Regions from separate parts of the Gossypium arboreum genome. Here region 1 is linked to region 2. Evidence: chromatin contacts called from public Hi-C data. All regions are on one chromosome and are shown on one strand. The core of a region is the stretch at or near the end of the contact, and the rest is flanking DNA. Distances in the headings are between cores, read along the strand shown.

Region 1 (5,268 bases), core at 2,560-5,059, 43 kb after region 2:
AAATGAATAATAATAATATAATCTAAATTTTAAAATATATTGAAAACAATAAATAAATAAATAAAAAGGCATAATAAAAGAAAATATAAAAAAATTTTAAAAATAAAATAAAGGAAATATTAAGTAAATAAATAAGTGAATATCAATAAAACATTTGATTAAAATTGAAAATAAATAAATAAATAAAATATACATGAAATATTTAAAATAAAAAAATTGAAGTTAAAAGACTAAGGATTGAATTGAAATTAAAAGGAGTTTGTGGCTTAAATTATAATAAAATAAATGCAAAAAGGACTAAATTGAAGTTTAAACGGGATTTTAGGGACAAATCGAGATAAAACAAAAATAAAAGACTACATTGTAGTGCTCGAAAACGAGACAGGGATCGAATGGGAGAATATCCCAACTTCTCTATGTGCATCGTTCAGGGGGACCCAAATAAAAAAATAAAATTAAATGGGGTAAATTTTAAAAGAAAAAAATAGGACCATATTGTAAATCGTCAAAAAAGCAAAAGGGTCATAAGCGCAAATAGTCCATGTTTTAAAAAACACGCGGATCCTAGCTCTCGAGTCAGGTCGGACGCTGGTCAAAGGCCAAAATGACACCGTTTTGGGGCTATAGGAATTAGCCCTAAAACGACGTCGTTTTATAGGACTTATAAAAGCTGATTTTTTTTAAAAAAATTTCATTCTGCACCCTTTCTTTAAAAAAAAATTTTAAGAGCCCTCTCTTTGCTCTCTCACCCTCTCCCTTTTAGGCCTAGGGTTCTGGCGAGTCTCACGGCGGTCACCGGCTACCGGTGACGGGCTTTACCATTCCCGGTGGCCAAAAAGTACCGAAAATAACCCCCTTTTTTGCCCTTTTTGAACCTAGATCTAGATCTAAAGGCGAAAGCCAAAAAGAAAAAGAAAAATATCTGGCCGACGCCCTTCTCTGCCTCTCGACCTCTCATATACCTTTATTCGAAGCCCAAACGAAACCCTAAAGGGCTTCTATGGCTTTCGTGAACGGAGGAAACCGTCGATGGTGGCGTGATATGAAGAGGCAGGCAAGCTCCAACCCTTTTTACTCTTTGTTTTTATATTTTATTTATCAAATAAATTCGTAAGAAACTAAAATTAAAAAAAAATCACCTTTTGGAACTTTGAATTCAGTTTTTTGATTAATCTTTTATGTGTGTAAAAAATTACATGGTAGCTATTATGACCTTTTTATAGCCGAATTACAAAACTGTTTGTTACTACTTTTTTGTTTTTTCTTTGTTGTTTCTACTGCGTTGCGTGTCTGTTCTTCTTTTCAGCTGAAAGTGGCAGCGGAGTGGCTAATGGTGGTGGTGGCAAAAGGGTGTCAGTTCGCACGCGGAGAGGCAACGTAGTGCAGACGTACGACTAGGGCTTCTTCTTTTTTTTTTTTGCTGAAAACAATTTAGTTTTTGGGCCATTTGGGCCATTAGGGTTTTAATTTATTTTGGGTTATTTAGGCCTCTTTTGTAATTAGACTTGTAATTATTTTATTTTTATTTGGTTTGGTTTGTTTGGGTCCGGACAGAATTGGGCCCTTACACATCCCATAATCCTAGCTCAAAATGATAAAAAAGATATTGACTCGGTGATAGGATGGTGTGAGCTTCAAAAAGGATTTGGCTTGACGTGTTCCGCAAAGTAACAGTCTATAAAGAAAAAGGAAAACAACTAGGTAAATATATAAAATGCTTAATAAATTCATATGAAATTTATATTACTTACCTTATTCAATTCAACAAGTTAAATTATTAATCACATTGGAATTAAATATGACTTTCCTTGACATACATTGATGCAACAAATACATATCATCATATACAACTAAATAGTTTAGTCAATTTGCATAACAAGTACCTTAAGCTAACACATCTCAAATTAAATAGATATGCAATATATTTCTCAATCATTTCAAGTTTTCATTTCCATTAGATTAAAAATCTCTCTCGAAGGAATTATAGTAAAACGGACTTGGATGCACAAGAATATTTTGCTCACACAAGCTGGCATTTTAACGAATTTGCTCACACAAGCTGACATCGTATTGAGGTTATTAACTAGAATAGGTGAGGATCAAGTGAGTCTCTACTCTGAATCTTGTATGTGTACTGTTCATACTGAAGTAAAACTATAGGAAAGTAATCAAATTGGAATCTGAAAATCATGGATAGTGTAGTATGAATATGATACTTATACAGCTATAAGAATAAAGTTATGATTAAATAAGATATAAGTTAGTCTGCTTGAAAATAAGTTATATGGGATGTATGAAGAGTGTTATGAAATTATGAAATTTTAAGTTTGGGATGTGTCTGGTTCGTAGAGTTTGTAATGTGTGTCGAGTCACTGCGGGTAAATAAAGAAGTTCGTCTAAAGACGAACTCTGATATGAAACTCTGAAGGAAAAAAGTCAATGGCCATGGCATACTCTGAAGAAAAAAAAGAATTGTTGAATGACATTTTATCTAATGGGGTTCTCTACGTGTCCCAAGGCGGTGACGAGCAAACCTCACATTTAGGCAAATCCATATCACAAACACAATAGTTTTGGGATGCCTATGTAACATCCCGTGAGCCTTTGTAGTGTACTCTAAATGAATCACCTTTATGTCGTACTCTTATTAGATTGCTTTAGAGCGTATTCTGTAATAAGGATTTTTGGCACATTCGGTATAACGTTTGTTTGCCTCTAATGTGTCCCATGAAGCCTTCCAGGACAGTAAACAAGAGATTATGTATGATTGTTTGTATGGCATACTTTGTTTGATCTACATACTGTGAACTATCAAGAATGTCTTGTATGATTTGAGTCTAAATCTCTGTCTCTATTGTAAGATATGATGAAATTCTTTTAGTTCTGTAAAAAGAACAACAATGTTTTACAAGTCCTATTTAATTCCTAAATGACAGCGTTTCCTACTCACATGTAACATGACCCGAAATGGATTTTCTCCTTTTTAGTTCTTTAGTTTTTCATTTTTCAAATTCCTCTCATTAAAGGGAGAGCAAAATTCGATTTGATTCGAATAATTCGATAAAAATTTAAATTTTGAATTAAATAGTTCGAGTTAATCAAGTTATACAGATCAAATAGAATAAAAAATTAAATTTTTCGGTTTAACTCGAATATGAATTACACAATTCAAGTTATCCAACAATCCAAATAAGAAAAGTTAAAATTACGTCGTTTTGATAAATGTTTACTTTTTCTAAAGTTAAAAGACAAAACTATTAAGTTAAAAGGCAAACCCATTATATTGTTTATGTAGTTAAATAATCTTGTATTTCGTCTACTAGTTAAATAATTGGTTCATGTAGACGCAACATTGAACATAAATAATAGGATTCGCTAACTCGACTCAAAAATTTTTGACTCGATTCGATTCAATTCGAAAAAATTTCAAATTGAGTTTGGTTGCTAAAATAGGATTCATCAACTTGACTAACTTAGAATTTTTTTTACTCAATTCGACTTGATCAGATACTCACCCCTACTCTCATTTATTATATTGGATGTTCTATTATTATTATTATTATTATTATTATTATTATTATTTAGTTATTGTGGGTTGCGGAGGTCTATGGGGATAGGTTTGTGTTATGGGTAGATTCGGTAATATAGTGATGAAAATGATGGTTTTTTTTTTTTTTTTGCTAAATGGTGGTGAGTGGTGAGCCTTGGTGAGATTGATAATAACTGGTTCAATTGAGAGAAACAAAAGTGAGGGAGTTGTGTAGCTATGGAGAAGGCAGTGTTGGCAGTGGTTTATGGAGCTTAAACAAATGCTCCAATGGTGATGGCAAAAGGAGACAGTTTAAGGTGATGATGAAGTCGAGAGAGTGGAAGAGTGTTTGTGATGGAGAGGAATGATGTGTCGAGGGTTTGAGTAAAGGAGGCAAGGGGGTGGTGAAGTGAGTCGTGAATGAGGGAGAGAGTGAGTATTTGGTCAACGGCATCAAATTTATGGTCCACAGAGAACCGGGCGATTGTTGGGCCAGTAATGGCAGAGGCGACTGCTAGGACGAGAAGGAAAAGAAGTAGATGATGGGCCTTTTATTTTGGAAATTAATTATAAATGTTAGATATATTTGGAATTTTTAGTAGTTTTTAAAGAATTATTGTCAAGAAAGATTTTAAAATATCAAAATAATATTTTAAAACTAGCTATTAATTCTTTAAAGTAATATGTCCCATATTTTTTAAAAAAGTTAATAGGAGAATGACTAAAATAAAATAATTAAATAACATTAATGACTATTACTTAATTTTTAAAAGTTGAGTAACAAAATCGTGATTCTAAACAAAGTTTAGGAAGTATTGAAGTAGTTTATCCTCAATAAATTATCATAAATTTGTTCCTTATAAAAATATCTATCTTGCCATAATATAAAAACTAGTTACATTGAACTCTCGTGTTTGACTTGATGGCTAAAAGTGGTTCACCCATAAAATTCACTTGAGTTCAAATTTGCAAAGAAGCAAATAGTGGTAGACATTTATTTGGGCAGCTCTCTTTGGACATAATATATACGTATATAGTGTGATTTCCAAATTTATAAGAAAAGATTATTTTAGTTTTATTTAATTTTTATTTCTTTTAACATTTGAATTAATATTGTTTGTCAAACCATATGATAGATTATGTGCATGTCATATTAGTACTTAATTAATTTTTAAAATTTAAAAATTTTAAAAATAATTTATTATTAATATAATAATTTACGTGTACGTCAATAAAATTAACAAATATTAATTTTTTCATTTATTTTAAATCGCTTTACAAATAATATAAATTTAAACACTGAAAAAATATAACAACTCATTATTTGTTTTAAGAGAAACAGTAGGAAGTAGATTATAGGCATAGCCCAATCAGACCAATATCATTAGGTAACTGATTTGCCAATATCATCATTAAACTTGTTTAAAATTTGGGGGCTTGGAAAGAGGTAATTTTCGCCTCTTTAAACTTTTCCTCACACATAAAAAGGTGAGCCTTGTGATGTTACAATTCAATTATATGTAATATTAGGAATGAAAACAAATTATAAAAAAATCTTTTCTACATTAAATTTATGGTCAAATCCTACATTTATTCTTATAGATTTAGTTTATGTAGTATAATTTTACTTTTATATTTTTAAATTTTTCAGATTTCGATCTTAGTGAAATAAAATAATATTCATTAAATTATTAAGTTAAATTATATTATTTTTAAAATTTTTATGCAAAAATATATTA
Region 2 (5,325 bases), core at 2,763-5,262:
CAATGACAACTTTAGCTTATGAAAAGAGCGGGCCAAAGCCAATGAATTTCTATTATAAGAATCAAAGATTAGGCGTATAAGTATCAAGCTATAAAGTTTTACCAATACCATTCAATTTTTTAAGTCCTAAAAGAGCTTAAGCCAATTATATATATCTCAATACGTGAATGAGAGACCAAAATGTCGAGAATCCTGTGAAACCCAAGGGTTGGTTTTTTTCTTTTCATAATAAAAATTCAAATTTAAATTTTTAAAATTCTTACTTTTAATTTTGGTATTAATTCAAGATATCGTTAATTTAATCAATTGATTTTTAACTCAATTGGTATGTGTATTGTTGTCAATATAGGAAGATATAAGTTCGGATGTGTTGAAATATATTATCCTCCTATTTATGAGTTGTGAAGTATAATTAGAACCTATATAATTTTTTTTTTTCAAAAACAATTTTCTATACATTTGGAGATTCATATTCATCTAATAAAATAAAATATGTGGCGAGGGTGGTGATGATAATGGTGGGTTTAGATATGAGAATGTCCCTTTCATTAAAGCCATTTTGAATGTCTCTGTACCATCTTCCCTTTTTTGGTTCTCTTTCATTAAGCTTAGTATATACACCATCTACTTAATATATACATTACAAGCATACACATCTACTTCGCCTTAATCTTCTCTAGAAGAACCTGAAAAAAAATATATTTTTTAAAATTTTTGAGAAAATTTTTGAAAATATATTATAAAACATAACTAAGGGTGCATTTAATTTTAAACACTAGATTGCCAAATCTGGCAGCTTTTGTGAATGGGGGCAGAAAAGTACCTTATGCCTCTCTTCGATGATATTTATTTATTGTACAAAGAAAAAGATCATTGTTTCTCAACTTTATTCAATTTTATAAAGCTTTATTATTATTATTATTTTTCATTCTTTGTCGTATTTATATAGTTATTATTTTATAATTTCTCTATACGCATTGGACGTGCATCCTTTACATGCGGACCTTAATTAGGAAGCACGTAACTAATCATGAGAAATTTTTCCTTTTAACACTTTACCAATAATATTTTCTGCTTCCATAAAAAGTGGAAAATAATTAGAAAATAATTCTTTTCATAATTAATTTATTTTTTTGAAAAAGTAAGTCATTTATGTATATATAATAATATAACAAATTATTAATATAATTATATGTACTTCAATATTATTTTAATAATATATTATTAAAAATATTTATATTAATATTTAAAAAATAAAAATATATTACAATTTATAAATATTTTATAATATAAAATATGATTTTTTAATTATATAAATATGAATATTTTTTAAATCATATTTAACTTCATTCATCCCTTCCATCTTTAAAGTGTCATTATACACTCTCATATATGTAATATATGTAATTTAAATGATTTGAGATTCAAACGACTTGTATTATATGATATTCTATATCATACTTTAATTATTATAGTTTATTTTATTTCATTTATGTGATGAATAAATCATATGGACTTCAAAATTATGAAATGTAATTAAAACTATAAAAGGCAGACAACTTCCTATAAATTCCTACCAGTTATATTATGGGAACGAAAGTTGATGTGTTTGATGTTTGGCAGCATGCATGCATGCCCACTAACCCAAGCAAAATAATATTCCACGTCTAGATTAGCAAAGAAAATTTGGTGAATAATTGAAGATCAGCGATTTATCAATAATTAACTCCTGCTTAAATGTCGTTCTTTTAATACCAGATTCAATGCTTCTGAGGTCTGGATAAACAAAGAGGGATAAAATAAGGTATCCTCCTTTAATATTGTGTCATGTTATCATCTAATTTTTTTAAAAATATATATATAATTTTTATACGACCAGAGTGTCACATCATTACATAAATCAAAATTAAGAAAATTTGTCAAGGTTAGATACTAAATGTCACCTTATCCCTTTTAAAGTAGAAATACTATTAGCATGTTGGTATTAAAGTTAAAATTAGACAATACTAGGATACTCCCAGTCAATAGTTAACAAACAAAACAGGTGAAAAACATGCAATTCAATCTTATTGAAGCGAATTTCACTTAGGATCAGGTTCTCTTCTCCTTTTTTCCCTGCAATTTTCTTCTTAATTACACGAATCTTTTTTGACTAAAAATTCAGTATATCCAAATATATTTTCATGGTATCCAATTTGATGTAGAGTTTTCTTTAGTAATTGTGGAGTTGGATCACTTTTAGTTAAATTCTTTAACATCTGATCATTTTTAAAGTTGTGGGTCTGAGTAACTTGAGCTTAAGGTACATCAAGTACAACAAAACCATACAGTATACGCATTGCAGAAATTCAGTTCCCAGCCCACGTATTGTATTTAATCCTTAATGAGTCAACAAGCAGCAAGCTGAAACGGGATTGGGTTTGTTTTTTTTTTTTTCTAATGATAACAAATCTTTTGAGATTTTGTTTGTATTGCTTTCAATATCTAACCATATATTTCGTCCCCCAAAAAAAAAAAAAAAAGAACAGGGGAATTGGAATGAAAGAATTTAATAAATAATGAATGCTCTGAAATCTTCCCCAAATAAAAAGAAAAAAAATTTACTGCACAAGAAAGAAGAAACTGATGCTTGTGTATTTTGTCTGTTGCGAACAGAAAATTTTAATGTCAAAAATTGAATGCCCCTTTGCTTTGTTTCCTTTGAAGTAACCCTTCCATTATGACCTTCTTTCTGTAATAATCTTTTGACTTCTTTTCCGAGCTTTTTGTAATGCTTTCCAGGTTCTCAATAACTCCTGCAGGCTGTTGGTGGTGAGGGAGAAAGTACAGCCAAATTGATGTAAGAAGTATTGCACAAATTTTGCCCCAGAATATGGTCACTACCAGACTAATAACAAGCATAAATATGGCATTGCTTAAACTTGAACTTGAACAACTCTTCTGGATTCCTTCTTGTTTCGGCTTCATCTCTGGTTCTTGATGTTTGCTTGTTTTTTGCGTTGAATTTGGGACTGAGTTAGGCTTTGAAACAGTACCTTGAACTCCCTCGGCGGCTGAAACCTTGTTTACTGATTCATCAGCACTTGTATCCAACAACTTACCATGGCTGCTTAATGGGATACCTTTTCTATCTTTAACCCTCTTAGCCTGTTGATAAGATAAGATATATCGATTAGTGATGATGACAGGCGGTTAATCACTTCATCACAAAAAAAAAAAAAAAGGATGAAGAACAAAGGAAAGAAGGAAAGAACTTACCAATAAGATCTCGAATACAACAGCTTTGATGACATGGGAAAATCTTTTCTTCCCGGGACGATGAACCATGATTGAATTCTCTGTATCAGAAACTGAAGAAGAAGACGAAGACTGAGTGGTTGAAGGCTTCATAATATCTGCCTTGTTTTTGACGGTGAGATACGTTAAGGCCCGACGATTTTGGGAAGGATCAACCACGACTGCTTTGGGGTCAAGCATCAAGTCCATATCAACTACGGGTCTAAAACAGAGCAAAAACTTGTTCCTCGAAACGTTCTTCATTAATTTCCTTCTTATTGTAACTGACACTTGGAGCTCAGCCGCTGGTAAAGAACTTTAATTAACCAGTGGAATGCTTCGATTTTCGGTCTAAACAAGGGAAGAAATGAAGCCAAAAAAAAAAAACTGAAACGAAACAAGGAAAAGTGTGTTTTGTTGGTCTGGAAAAACAGCCGGCTTTATACCTGAAAAAAAAAGAGGTATTTCCAATAACCAGACTAAGACGTGATTAGTGGGGCATTATGTGCATATATATAAGGAGTAGTTGGCAGTGAAAAAGGGTTGAGGGGATTAGGGTTGGATGGGATAAAGCAACTTTGAGGGCATCTGCCCGTAAGGGACAGGTGAAAGGATATTATTTTGAATCGGGGCTTTGGTGTTTTGTTGGTTGAAAAAAGAAAGATTGCAATTATGGCTTGGTTGGTGAACTCGAGAAGAAGAGGTCCGAATAGCCGTCCACCAATTCAGTGCTGATCTTATTTAAAAAGACAAACTGTTTTTGGTGGACAGATAATGAAAAACTAGAATTCAGAATTTATTTTACCTCATGTATTATCAGAACATCGCTATAAAAAATTAAATTGATTTAGAATGATTTTTAAAGTTTTTTCGGAATAATAAAAATAGACATTTAATGGAATAATATGTATTTTTATTAAAATAATATGAGAGATGTATAGATATCCCAAATCGGCATGATGGTTGATAATTTTAGGTTGAAATTGAGCATCTCATATGTTTGAAACGAACAAAAAATTTCGGAACCTTAAAATTGGCTGTTGACATATCAATTTGGGGCTCTAATAGCTTGTCATGCTAGTGTAGGTGTAGCAGAGATTCATTGTCGATTTGGGCTTCTTAGACAGCAACGAAGCTCTGCTACCTATTATTTGACATGATTAAAGGTTGAGAATCTTGAATCTACCATATAGAAGAGTGTTTAAAAACCTTAAATTTTTTTGAAACAAATTGCTTAAAAGCAAAAAGGAAAAAAAAAAAAAAACTAATATTGTGGGGAGAAGAAAAATCAGAGAGTTAAGAGAGAGAAAAATAAGGAGTTAATAAAGTTGAAAATTTTCTATTTGTTAGATTGTTATTAAATTTGTTAAAAATTAATTAATTATTATACATATATTTAAATTGTAAATATTTTTAATATTTTTAGTAATCAGAAGATAAGTACGTAGAAAATATAAGAAATTGTAAATGATATATGGATTATAAATGTTTTATTATTTTCCAGCAAAAAGAAATTATTAAAGTAAAAACTATTGAAAATTATAAATGTTATTTTGCCTTTTTCCAGAATAATATAGAAAAAAAATTTAATATACCTAAATAATATTAAAATTGTAAATGTTGTACGTAATTAGTGGGTTATCATTGTATTAATTGAAGTAATTTTTTTAAAATCGAAGTTAGAAGAGGCAAGCTCGAGAAAAAACATAAGAAAACTTTATAATGCAATTATATTATGGTTTTACGGTTTACGAATAGAATAAAATGATATTTTGTGAATTTTTTTGTGACATGATATAGTAGAGTTTAGAATTTATCAAATATGATTAGTTGAAAATGGTTAGATGGATTAGGGCTAGGGTATATATTGTAATAAATACAATGCTATATAAACGTTTTGTGCAGAGAAAAATAGTCAGGATTATTTGAACTGTGAAAAATATAAGAATTGAACAACAATGAAAAGTTGTTGGAATTTTTGTAGAAAATTAAAAAAAGTACAGCATGAACTCGAACAACGGCTACGTTGTTGCCCACATAATTGTTGTA

Evidence for each region. Hi-C and Micro-C count contacts between places; a contact is called where the count stands out from the background.
Region 1: a Hi-C map of leaf shows a contact between it and region 2, with 1.7 times the contacts expected there. The contact joins the enhancer-like site here to the promoter of LOC108475846 in region 2.

The regions. Positions count from the first base shown.
Region 1 is chr3:6,725,627-6,730,894 of ASM2569848v2, forward strand. No RefSeq gene overlaps it. Among protein-coding and RNA genes, the nearest start is that of LOC128290502, 23 kb to the left of the region's middle. Within about 2 kb of position 3,810, at least 2 of the 2 cell types and tissues checked have an H3K27ac peak or open chromatin away from gene starts, as enhancers often do. A contact at or near this core is called in leaf, where this site is marked.
Region 2 is chr3:6,682,769-6,688,093 of ASM2569848v2, forward strand. It overlaps LOC108475846, which reads right to left and starts at 4,013. Exons shown (of 2, transcript XM_017777819.2): 1 at 3,259-4,013; 2 at 2,534-3,147. The coding sequence starts at 3,540. The coding sequence ends at 2,668.